Linked DNA regions of Mus musculus: regions 1, 2 and 3 are each linked to region 4. A link is a contact called in public HiChIP or PLAC-seq, Micro-C and promoter capture Hi-C data. All regions are on one chromosome and are shown on one strand. Each heading gives the region's core, a stretch centred on a gene start, on an enhancer-like site or on the middle of the called end of the contact. The rest is flanking DNA. Distances are from core to core; before and after follow the strand shown.

What was found. Promoter capture Hi-C pulls out the DNA fragments that hold promoters and counts their contacts. A called contact is a pair of places that touch in the nucleus more often than the background predicts. HiChIP or PLAC-seq counts read pairs in DNA pulled down with a chosen protein or histone mark.
Region 1: a contact with region 4 is called in an H3K27ac HiChIP or PLAC-seq map of large pre-B cells, with 4 times the contacts expected there. The contact joins the promoter of Clcn7 here to the promoter of Rab11fip3 in region 4. A contact is called at or near these places in 1 of 39 promoter capture datasets (liver) and 1 of 115 datasets of contacts at active chromatin or transcription factors (large pre-B cells).
Region 2: a Micro-C map of embryonic stem cells shows a contact between it and region 4, with 3 times the contacts expected there. The contact joins the promoter of Cacna1h here to the promoter of Rab11fip3 in region 4. A contact is called at or near these places in 1 of 39 promoter capture datasets (embryonic stem cells) and 1 of 484 Hi-C or Micro-C datasets (embryonic stem cells).
Region 3: a contact with region 4 is called in a promoter capture Hi-C map of liver, with 2.3 times the contacts expected there. The contact joins the promoter of Unkl here to the promoter of Rab11fip3 in region 4.

Annotation. Positions count from the first base shown.
Region 1 is chr17:25,131,941-25,134,838 of GRCm38.p6, forward strand. Clcn7 (chloride channel, voltage-sensitive 7) reads left to right here and starts at 1,451. Exons shown (of 25, transcript NM_011930.4): 1 at 1,451-1,674. The coding sequence starts at 1,537.
Region 2 is chr17:25,432,528-25,435,622 of GRCm38.p6, forward strand. Cacna1h (calcium channel, voltage-dependent, T type, alpha 1H subunit) reads right to left here and starts at 1,256. Exons shown (of 35, transcript NM_021415.4): 1 at 943-1,256; 2 at 343-659. The coding sequence starts at 641.
Region 3 is chr17:25,186,921-25,189,666 of GRCm38.p6, forward strand. Unkl (unkempt family like zinc finger) reads left to right here and starts at 1,480. Exons shown (of 15, transcript NM_001197024.1): 1 at 1,480-1,572; 2 at 2,546-2,746. The coding sequence starts at 1,496. BC003965 (cDNA sequence BC003965) reads left to right here. Exons shown (of 2, transcript NM_183150.2): 2 at 1-742. It overlaps Gm52286 (a long non-coding RNA gene), which reads right to left and starts at 2,550. Exons shown (of 2, transcript XR_003952239.1): 1 at 2,196-2,550; 2 at 1,134-2,089.
Region 4 is chr17:26,067,934-26,071,008 of GRCm38.p6, forward strand. Rab11fip3 (RAB11 family interacting protein 3 (class II)) reads right to left here and starts at 1,585. Exons shown (of 14, transcript NM_001162868.2): 1 at 1-1,585. The coding sequence starts at 1,244.

The DNA.
Region 1 (2,898 bases), core at 201-2,700, 940 kb before region 4:
GATGTAACACCGATACTAAGGCAAACTTAATCTTCCTAAAATACTATTGCCTAAAGCAACCTGCGGCTAGTTAATGCCACGCCCATGTGCTGTCCTAGTCTCCTCCTCGGAGGAACCCCAGTCTTTCCTAATTTGGCACTTCAGGGTGCCACGGTCCACCCAAGTCGGTTATGGGGGTCTCTGGAATGAGGGTCCTCAAAGCTAGGTGGGTAAGGATTCGGTGGTGACAAACAGAAACAAACACAGAGGCAGTTTGAATCTGAGTGCATTTTGCAGCTCTCAAGCAGGGGATTTTATACATTAAAAAACCAAACATTACATCTCTTAGAAACTATATCCAGTGAAACAATCACAAATACCAACAAAAATCATTTGGCACAGTAAAGCACAAAAATCATCCAAGCATTACAACTCTGAAACTATGCATTCAGTGAATCACAAACAGTACAGGTAACATCATTATTAATATAAATCATCAAAATATAACAATTCTAAAAGGATGTATTCAGTGGGGGCTGTTGTCCAAGTCTAGTGGCTTATTTCTAGGAGCAGGTTAATAAATCTTTAATGGTCAGTGCTCTTAACCACTGAACTAACTCTCTAGCCCCATGGTCAATTACTATTTAACATCTAGTATCTGGGTTTTTTCTTTTTCTTTTTTAACAAATCTTCAATATGTAAATTCAAACTATTTTAATTCTTTCTAATTAAGGCTTTCTTTACCATACACCAAAATCCACCTCCGATGACACACGTGCAGCCATATGAAATTTTATTGTTGGGAAAGTTTTTATCTATCGTAATAGTTTTGTAAATGATTTAGAAAGTAAGGCATTGTTTTCCCGGGGGATAAGGTCATGTTAGTGGCCCCCATCTCTAGGGTTGGTTTCTTACCCATTATTCTTGCTTAAGATCTTGGCCTAGGCTACCAGGAACATGTAAATAAGAAAAGGAATAAGAGAAAACAAAACATTGCCATAAGAACTACCACTCAATATTTTTTTCTCCGGCGAAGAGTTCCACACCGGTTCCAGGAGGCCTACCCCTTTTGAGGTCAATAGCCTCAGTTTGTGGAACTTGTCATACAGATCCTACTGGAAGTGGTGTGGCATCAGGGTCTCAATCCCTTTCCCGGAATTGCAGCAGTTTGGCTGCCCTTTGAGCACAGGAAACACATGAAGCCAACTTAGTTGAGAGGGACGATTCCAGAACTTTTACAGGTAGTTTATTTTTTTTTTTTCCATATCATCTCTTGGAGGACTAGGCGTGCATCTCGGGCTGGTTCTTCTCTGGAGTTTGGGTCACTGCCTTCAGTGAAGACACTAATTGCTAGGGATTTTGAGTTCTAGGTTTCTACCCTGGGCTGCAACGACCAGTGAACCACAATTCCCAGGAGACTCCGCGCTCCCGGATCTTGCCGGCCTCCGTCGTCAGTCACGTGGGCACCGATGATAGATCACGTGAGACCTGGGCGCGGGTCACGGGAATGCTGCCGGTCTGCCGGCTGTTCTTGTTGAGTTTGGTCCTCAGTGGGCCATGGCCAACGTCTCTAAGAAAGTGTCTTGGTCCGGCCGAGATCGCGATGATGAGGAGGGGGCGCCACTGCTTCGAAGGACAGGGCAGCCTGACGAGGAGACGCCGCTGCTGAACGGAGCTGGGCCGGGCGCGCGCCAGGTGAGGCCCGCGGGCCGGAGATGCAGCCGCCGGGATCGCTGCGCCGGTCCTCAGTGTGCTGGCGGGGCCCAGAGGGAGGCCACGGTGCTCTCCTCTGTTATTTTTTTGAATCCTGGAAGACTTTTATTTTTGATAGCCTCGCACTCATAAACCTCTTCTTTCTTTCTCTTTGAACCCCTTCTTCCCATCTCGTTCCTCAGTGGCTACACCATCAGAGAAAATGATACCCTCTCCTCCAGGAACCGTTGTCGCTGACTTTTCAGCAAGAGATCCCAAGACTTTAACGTTGCTTTTGTTTTTTAATTTTACTTTTCGTGGTGAGGGTCAAGCCAGGGTTTACACATACAAGGCAATCATAACGACCTCAGCTCTGCACCCATAGCCCTTGACGTTTCAAGATAAGGTCTCACAGTGAGACCACCAATGAATTCATAATCCTGTCTCATTTTCCCAAGAACTTGGAAGGCCTGGACTACACGCTTGGTAGTTTTCAATTTAAATGGCAGAATTGTGCTTTCGGTGAAAGTGCCTGTCTCCTTTCTCACAGGAGTAATTCCAGACGTTTGGGACACAATTGCAGTGTCAAGCATCCCCACTCATTTTCTCTTACTACCTAGTTGAACTTGGAATGTGCAGCCAGACATGATAAGCAACAAGTCAGAGGCCAGAGTGTGCTCAGCACTGCGAACAGTTTGTGCCTTCAAATGCCTAGCGTTTAAGACCGGGACAGGCTTGTTTACTTGTGTGCTTTTGCTTCTTTTGCCTGTGTGCATCGTGTTAATTTTGAGTCAGTTACTTATATCAATTCCTTGATGTTAGTCTGTTTTATAACTGTCCTTTACCCTTCCTCCTCCTGATGTTAGAGGTGTCTTAACAAACACTCCTGCTGTTTTAAAGGCTAAGAAGAGCACAAGATAGGGCTACCGCATCAAAACTTACATTTAGGCTTTCTTTGCTAGACCCTTGAAGGTGCAGTGGACAGTGAAAGTCAAAGTCAGCTCCTTGTTGCTGGGAAGCAGCTCAGGCCCTTTTGAAGGACGTGTGCTTGTGACTCCGGTCTGCAGTAGTGATCAGAAATAAGTAAGGTGGTAGAGCTGTGTCTGCCTCCCTAGGGTGTTTCTGGGTGGTGTGATTTGTTATCCCTGTTGTAAAGAAAGTAACCTTTGGGGAAGGGGGCTATTGCTGCTCTTGGAGAAGACTCAAGTTCAGGTCCTAGCACCCAGG
Region 2 (3,095 bases), core at 6-2,505, 640 kb before region 4:
CAGCGAGGGTCTTCACACAGGCTCAGGTGTTTCCTTTGGAAAGCTAAGAAGGCGGGGATTCCCATCTTTCCCCCCATCCCCCGCCCCAGTAGGACTCCTGGAGTTAACTACCTTTCATTTCCTTCCACCGGCGGCATCCTCGCCGCTTCTGCTCATACTCTCCCGTCCCGAGGTGCCTCTGAACCCAGATTCCACAGGCTAACCCTACCATCTCTGAGAAGAACGCCGCCCTAGCACCCCTACCCAGAGCCCCCGCCGGATCCCACAAGCCGGGTTCACAGGACGTACGCAGAGGAGTCCCACACCCCAGTCCCCAGCGCCCTGCCAACCCTGTAAGGATATGGGTTACAAACCAGTCGGAGGCACCAGCTGCGGGGCCGCGTGGTTTGCCCGAGGCAGAAGAAGACTGTGGCAGCCAGAGCGGGGTATGGGACGGGCTGTTCCTCGTCGGCGCCCAGGTCCGCACCACACTCGGTCCCTGGGCTCTCGGGAGCCAACACGCTCGACCCGGATCCTCGCTGCTCCTCGCGCCCCGGCACCCCAGGGCTCGCTGGGGAAGCCCTCACCGGCGCTGCAGGAGCCGAAGGCGAAGCGCCCAGGGGCACCCGGACCTCGTCCGCTGCCAGCGTGCCCTCGGTCATGGTGGCAGAGGGCAGCACCTGCGGAGAGAGGGGCAGGCGGTGACCCTGGCCCAGGAACGACGCCCCCGCCCCGCCTCAGGCGGAGCGGAGCTGCGGGAACAGCCGCGGCCGCCGGGATGTCTTTGTCTCTCCTTATTAGAGACAAGTGCGCCCCCCGCCCCCTCCCGCCAGCAAAGCCTGGCAGCCCCACCCCCAAGGCCGAGGCGAAGGGTTGCGGGAGCCCTAGGGGCTCCGAGCCCATAGAGCTCAAGTTCAAAGGGTCCCAGGCGCGCAGTAAGCGCGCGTACCCTCCGCATCTCACCTCGCTCCGGTGGCCAGCGGCGTCCCTGTGGGCATAGCCCGGGCGGCGCTGTCACTGGGGACCCAGTCCAGAGCCCGGAGCTGGGCCAGTATCGCCTCCTCGGCCCGCGCCCCCGGCCCACCCGGCACCAGCTCTCGCGGAAGCTCTAGCTCCGGCCCGCCCAGCAGCAGCAACGGTGTCCCGATGCGGAAAACCGCTAAATGCACGGCGGGGCGGGCGCGGACCGCAGGCACGGGCCGGGGGCGCGGCCGAGCCAGAGAGGGAGCGAGCGAGCCCTGGAGCCCGTCCGCGCACAGCGCAGGAAACTTCGGAGTGAGCAGTGGCGGGGAGGCGGGGCGGCGGGGGCGGCCCATGGGGCGGGGCCAACGCGGCCGGGGCGGGCAGGGGGCGACCCTCAGGGACCGAGATAGGGACGGAGAGTGGGCGGGGGTCATCAGCCCGGCCCGCCCCCACCCAGACGTAAGCTATCCCACAACATCCCTTGGTCCGTGTTTCTCCGTGCCGGTACGCCGCCAGCCCCAAGTCCAGGACTGGGCGAACCCGGTCCGCGCCCCCCTCCCCGACCTCTCCTCCCGCCCCATACTGTCTCGCGGGAGAGCACGGCAGCAGGGGGCGCTCGCAGGGATGCTTGGACGAGGGGCGGGGGAAGCGGCGCCAACGTCCTTCCCCACCCCCACTGCGGGGGCGCGGAGCCGGCGGGGACCCCCTCCTTTTCTCGCGCGCCGCCCCTTCTCTTCACTGCTAGGGTCGGCTAGGGGGCGGGGCTCAGCAGGCGTGGGAGGCACGCCGTGACCATGCCCGCGAGGCGCGTGCCCTTCCCCCACCGCGTGTGTCTTGGGTGTGCCGGGGCGCCAGTGTCTTTGGGGCGCGTGGGCGACGTGGGGCGCGTTGCGCGACGCGACACCAATTGTCCTGGGGCAGTCCGGGTACTCTGGTACGCAGCTCCCCCACACTCCTCCCAGTTTCCGCAAACTTGCCGGTGCCCATCCCCCTCCCCCTTCTCCTGGGGACTGGGGCTCTTGGAAGAACCTCGAGAAGGAGTACAAGCCGAGCGGGGCCTCCCAGCACCCGCCAAGGCACACAGAGGGTATATCCTGAGCATGTCGCTGAATCTCCTTTCATACTCCAGTGGTTGCATGACCCTTGTCCCATGAAGGCATGAGCAGAGGGGCTGTTCCCCCCCTCTCCCGCTGGAGGTATGCAGGGATTTTTTTACTTTCTCACAATTACCACACTAGGGCCATAAAATTCCAGCTCTTAGGTGTACATCCACTTAAATTTCAACCAACAAGGGGCTCTTTCACCTTCAGGCCCTGTTATTGGGGAAAACCATTCCTGTCCTAGACAAAGAGCAGCCTCCCTCTGCCCTGGGGTAGCTGGGCTCTTTGGAGGGCCAGAGCAACATAGCAACCTCAGACCTGGATGGAGCCCTGGCAGGGTGAGCTGCAGAGAAGTGGAGTTTCCCATATGTGGTTCTGGGATTCTAAGAGGATTTCACCACTGAGCCTGGGAAGGGCACAGCCTGGGGAAGGAGGTGGAGAACAAGAACCATGTCCTCTGCCTGTCGGTCCAGGCAGGGCAGGCCCCTGGGCCCAACAGCACCTTGTCTTGTATATGTGAACTTTTCAAGAAAAGAAAAACATTTACTCTATTTTAATGCTCCTACTTACCAGTGGGTGGCTGCGGCCCATAATTAAGGTCCTCAAAGAGCAATTAAGGACCTAGCCACCCAGGAGAGGGATCAGGAAGAGCCTTGAGCCTTGAACACAGCTGAGTGAAGCATAGACAAGCAGGCGAATTATGCCAACGCGGGGTCCTGGACCAGATGGCTGGCAAGCACTGCCACTTTCCTCCAACCCCTCGGAAAGGTTATGATGAAGTGCAAGGTGGTGTTTTGCTTGAAAGCTAGCTGGAGACCGATAAGGTGCCAGGCTCCGATTGGAGCTACAGGTCCGCTGGAGGGGACACTGGACATCTTCTTGTTCTTGGGGGCTTCACTCCAGTGGAGGGCAGGCCAGGAACAAGTGTGTGTAGTGGTGGGGTGGGGCGAGGAAGGAAACATAGTTGTTGGCCAAGGGCAGATGGCTCCTGGAGGACAAGGAAACAGGCAGGGTCCCAGAGCTCTCCAGCTTCAAGACCCCTATGCAAAGGCC
Region 3 (2,746 bases), core at 230-2,729, 880 kb before region 4:
AGCCCTCGAGTACCAGCTTCAATAAAAGGACACGTCTGGCCCTTATGTGGGTGTCACAGGTGATGTCTGCAGAGGAATAAAACACATCTTTTGATGAGAGACCTTTGCCCATGTCCACAGTCAAGGTCGCTGAGTTCCACCATCACTGCTATTTGCTCTCTGTCACACCTTACAGAGCCAGCTTCTCTCTCTCTCTCTCTCTCTCTCTCCCTCTCTCTCTCTTTCTCTCCCTCTCTCTCTCTCAGATTCCTTAGGTTGTCTTGTGTGTTTCTCCAGGCTGGACTTGGGGGTTGACCTAGTTTTCATTCCCTATCCCTCAGCAGTCTGAGACACATTTATTCCTCTGTAGGTTCCCCTGTCTGCCCTTCCCTGCTTGCTCATTCTTCTATTTGATCTTTGAAAAAACAATGTTTCTGTTTGCTGGGACTGCCTACAGCTCACTATCCATCCACATGCTTGTGCAACCATTAAAATAAGTCCTTTAAACTAAGTTAACTTCAGGGTCTGTGGGCTAGGGGAAATGCTCAGGGATAAGTGCTTAGCCGGCATGGACCTGGGTCCGGGCACGCACATGGCTCCGGGTTCTACCTCTAGCACCCAAACCAAACCAACTCACTCTCCAAAGTTGTCAACAACTCAAAGAATTTGTCTACAAAAATGTCATATGAAGAAGTCAGTAATCCTACCAGCAAATGGTAATTTTACCTTACTAGTACTTTAAAATATAGCATACATACCTGGACCGTGTATGTCTCTCTGTTAATATTTTAGATCGTGTTTCTGGAAATGGGATAGGTTTTCTGTAATCCTCCTTTCTGAAAACATCCCTCTCTTTTCTGCCCATTCCTTTCAGAACACTTGTGGCTGTGCTACTCAGACTTTATCCCTCAGAGCACACCCGCAGTTAGCAGAGGAGCTGTGGTCACTTTACACACCAGTGAATGCTAGCCCTGGGTTCTCCCGAATTCATCCTAGCACTTGCGAGTCCTGCCCGCCACGTGCAGTTAGCATTCTGCGGACCCCAGATCAGTCTGATTACTGACCACCCTGTACATCCTTTACCCGATGGGCTCATCTGGCAGCATCTTACGCTGTGTTTTTAAAAAAGTGGCTCAACAGAATTCACACTCGGATTATCCTTAAATTCACAAATTTAATAAAGGGGCGACCATCGTCACAGTCTAATTATAGACTTTTTCCAGTTCAAAGAAACCTGTGCCCAACAGCAGCCCTGGACGCAGAGGCCATCATGGGGACTCTACACCAACGGGCGTGTCCCGCCTTGCGCCTGTAACTTGCTGCCGTGGTGGGCCGGCAGAACCTGTGTGTCACCCCCGCCGCACAGCGCGCGTGGGCGAGGGGTCGGTGGGGGCGTGGCCGGCGTGGCGTGCCCGGGGGTGTGGCCGGCGCGGCGGGGGGCGCAGGGGGCTCGGTGCGGGGGGGAGATCCGGGGGCGCCGGCGCGGCGCATGCGCGCTGCATTGTTTTGACTGAAAATGCCGTCGGTTTCGAAAGCGGCGGCGGCGGCGCTGAGCGGGTCCCCCCCGCAGACAGAGAAACCAACCCACTACAGGTCAGTGCCTGGGCTGCGGTCCGTGGCCTTCTGGGCGCTGCGGCGCAAAGCAGCGGCCCGCGTGCGCCACGGGCCCCGGTGTCGCCGCTGTGGGTGCGCCCCGCCCGCGCCCGCGCCCCCGCCGCCAGCTCTTGCGGGTCACGCCGTCCAGGCGCGGGCCGCCGCCTAAGGTGGAGTGGCAGCGCCCAGGGTTTTCGGTGACCCCTGGCTTGGGGGCTGGACTTGCTCCTGGTCTCCGGCGACCCCGCGCGCCAGACTGGAGTCTGGGGAACAGCGCCTGCGTTCGTAGCTCAGGGCCGCGCCTGGGCTGGAGGTGGGCGCACGGCCATCCGGACTCGAGCAGTCGCTGCCTGAGGTTGAGAGGCGGTTCCGGGGTCTGGGGTGACCTCTGGGCTGGGGGCGGAGCCGCACCTAGAGTCCGGTGGCCGCTTGGTTGTGAGCCCGGGGGTCGTTTCTGCGGCGCAGAAGAGGGGTTGCGCCTGGTGTGGGCGGGTGGCGCTTGCAGTCCATCTGGAACCTATGAAGGTAGTCGAGCGGGAGACCGGGACTGAGGATTGAGAGGTGGCTCCAGGGGTCAGGGACTAGAAGGGGGCAGAGAATGGAGTGTACTTCTGTAGAGTTACCTGGGATCAGAGTTGGTGATGGCCTGCTAAGAGGAGGTCTATGCCTCGTGTCCGGGAATCTTCTTATCTGGGGACTGGGAAGTGGTATTTGGGGTCAGGGAACGGAGAGTCTGCCTGACTGGAGTTACCTGGTCTCCGAGTTGGGAAGTGACACCCGGGGTGCTTTTAAAAAAGGAGGGTACCGGGCCATGGCAGTCAGGATCGCTCAGTGTGTGTGTGTGTGTGTGTGTGTGTGTGTGTGTGTATTGCCGGGGGTGGGGGATGCTTCTCGTCTGGGACCCTGCCCCGCCGCATCCCAGGGGCCTCCAGCCGGCGGTGGCTGCGGCCCGCAACGCTGTTTGTCTTTTTAGGTATCTAAAGGAGTTTAGGACAGAGCAGTGCTCCCTGTTTTTGCAGCATAAGTGCAGCCAGCACAGGCCGTTCACCTGTTTCCATTGGCATTTCCTAAATCAGCGTCGTCGCAGACCGCTCCGACGACGCGATGGCACCTTCAACTACAGCCCGGACATATACTGCTCCAAGTACGATGAGGCCACCGGCCTGTGTCCCGA
Region 4 (3,075 bases), core at 335-2,834:
TCGGGCTCTTCCTGCCAGCACCGCTTTGTGTTCTGCTCCTCCGGCCAGAGGCACAGCACCTGGGGCTCCTCTGACCAACATCGTGATGGATCGGGCTCGTCTGGTTCATTGGCCCAGAAACACGGTGGGTTGAGAGCATCCGGCTCCTCGGATTCCTCGGGCCAACAACAGTGAAGTGCATCGGCCTCCTCTGGTTCCTTGACCAAGAGGCACGGTGCATCGGGTACCCCCTGCCACAGGTGAGAGACATCAGGCTCCTCTGGCTCCTTGGCCGAGAGGCACCCTGTGTCCGCCTCCTGAGGACAGCTGTGAGAGGCATCAGGCTCTTCTAGCTCCTTGGCCAACAAACACGGTGCCTCTGACTCCTGGGGCCAGCAGTGAAGGGCGTCAGGCTCTTCCAGCTCCTCCGTCAAGAGGCACGGTGCGTCGGATTCCTCCCACTTTTTGGCCAAGAGACAGGGCACGTCGGGCTCCTGGGGCCAGCAGCGAGGGGCGTCGGGTTCCTCCAGCTCTTTGGCTAAGTGGCACGGTGCGTCTGGTTCCTCCAGCTCCTTAGCCAAGTGACAGGATTCGTCGGGCTCCTGGGGCCAGCAGCGAGGGGAGTCGAGGTCCTCCAGTTCCTTGGCCAAGTGGCACGGTGCGTCTGGCCCTTGAAGCCAGCAGCGAAGGGCATCAGGTTCCTCCACCTCCTTGAGCAAGTGACAGAATGCGTCTGGTTCCTGGGGCCAGCAGCGAGGGGCGTCGGGTTCCTCTAGCTCCTTGGCCAAGTGGCACGGCACGTCGGGCTCCTGGGGCCAGCACCGAGGGATGTTGGGTTCCTCTAGCTCTTTGGCCAAGTAGCACGGTGTGTCGGGCTCCTGGGGCAGGCAGCGAGGGGCGTCGGGTTCCTCCAACTCCTTGGCCAAGTGGCACGGTGTGTCTGGCTCCTGGGGCCAGCAGCGAGGGGAGTCGGATTCCTCCAGCTCCTCTGCCAAGTGACAGGATTCATCGGGCTCCTGGGACGAGCAGCGAGGGGCATTGGGCTCTTTGGCCCAGCGACTAGGAGCGTGAGGCTCCTCTACCTCCTCGGGCCAGCAGATTGGCGCGTTGGGTCCCTCTGGCCACCGTTGAAGCTGGGCGTGTTCCTCGGGCTCTTCTGACCAGCCGCGAGGAGCGTCGGGCCCCACCAGCCCCATGACCCCACGCTGGGGCCCAGACGCTGGCTGGTCGTGGTCTGACAGGGAGGTCGGCTGGCACAGCTCCATGATCCGGCGCCGGCTAAACTAGGGATGATACGAAAGGCGCGGAAGGCAGACAAAGGCGCTCAGGGCGCGGCGGCGGGCGCGGGCATCCCCGCGGCGACGCGGGCGGGCGCGCGCGGGGCGCCCGGACTGCTGAGGCTGGCGCTCGGGCCCTGCTCCGCCCTCGCCCATCTTCGCACCGCACCTTAGCGGCTCCCGGCCCCGCAGCGCGGCTGGCGCGGGCCCATGGCAGCGGCACAGTCCGGATGATGTAAGGACCCAGTGGCGGGGAGTGGACGGTGGGAGACAGGCACCGGCCGGGCAGCGGAGGATGAAGCCAGAGCGCCTGAGCTTAGGAACCCAGTGAGGGACGCCGGCGCCGGCGCCGGCCCGCCCTCCGTCGCGCGTGACGTCAGCACGCCGTGTAACCTGATCACGCCCCCATGGATTGCTATAAAGGTGAGTTCGAAGAGGGCACAGCTTAGGGGCGACGGTGCTCTGCCCAATTCGAGTTTTCCGTACGATTTGCGCGAGTGGGATGAGTGAAGTGTTCTGTCGCAGGAAGAGGCGCCCGAGAATAGGTTTTGGAAAACTATTGCTGAACGGGAACAAAACATTCGCATATCCCAAAAGAAGCCGCTAGTCCCTTCTGTGTGACTCCTTCACAAACTGGTGGTACAAACCAGAATATTAATTGGCAGCAAGTAGGAGCGAAGGAGCGCTCGAATTGCCCCACCAGGTAAGGAATTATCCAAAGTCTCTCACACAAGGACAGGATCTAAGGGGCTCACACATTCATCCACAGGAGCGCACAGTAAAATAAAGAGGCACAGATGTTGTTTTACTTTGATATGTTGTTTGGTATCTTTTTGAAACAGGAACTTGTGCAGCCCACGCTACCTTTAACTCCTAATCCTGCCGCCATGGATTGTAGACTGGCCCAAACAACCCTGCTCTGAACATGTTTTTAAATTACATAAACAGCGCTTATCTCTTTATTGCTAACTAATGCCGTTATCATCATCAAAGGGTCGTGCTCAGAGATGCGGAGCAGTTGACTAAGCCAGTTGGAAGCAATGAGGTGCATCTAGTCAAGAACTAAATTTAGCCATTTAGCCAGGGGAAACTATGAACCAATTGTACACTCGTGGGCACCATGGACAAGTATGGTTTCATAAGCAGTTTTGGCAAAAGCTGAAAACTGAACTCCGTTTCCAGGTGTACAGCCAGCTAATCTACTGAGTCATCCCCAAGCAAAACTCCCAGCATATTATAGGAGACTTCCAGCAGCTGGGAAAAAGGAAGGTGATGTGCTCCCTCCCTAAAATGTAGTCCTATTTTCCTGTAAGAACTGAATGCTTTTGTGAGGAATATATATATTGAAAGAATAAAGTCCCCTCTATCTAATGCAAGGACTGGAAATTCCCTTTGACTGACAAACATTCTCACATGCAGTTCCAGTGAGTGCCAACCTTTCTATTTAGTGTGTCATGGTAAGTATCCACCTGTCCTTTGGTGTTCTCAGTCAAGATCAGTTTTCTGAGGAGCCAGGTGTTCCTGTTGTGTGCCAAAACTAAGAAAAATATTTATGACTTCCAGCATTTGTGTGCCCAAATAGAACCAGTGTGTAGAGAATGCACACCTCCTGGCTCAGACCAAGCAATGGGGCTGCAGATGAAAGGTTATAAGGAGTCAGGCGATGGGCTGGTGAGATGGCTCAGCACTAGCTGCTCTTCCAAAGGTCCTGAGTTCAAATCCCAGCAATCATATGGTAGCTCACAACCACCCATAATGAGATCTGACTCACTCTGAAGACAGCTACAGTGTACTTATGTATAGTGATAAATTAAATCTT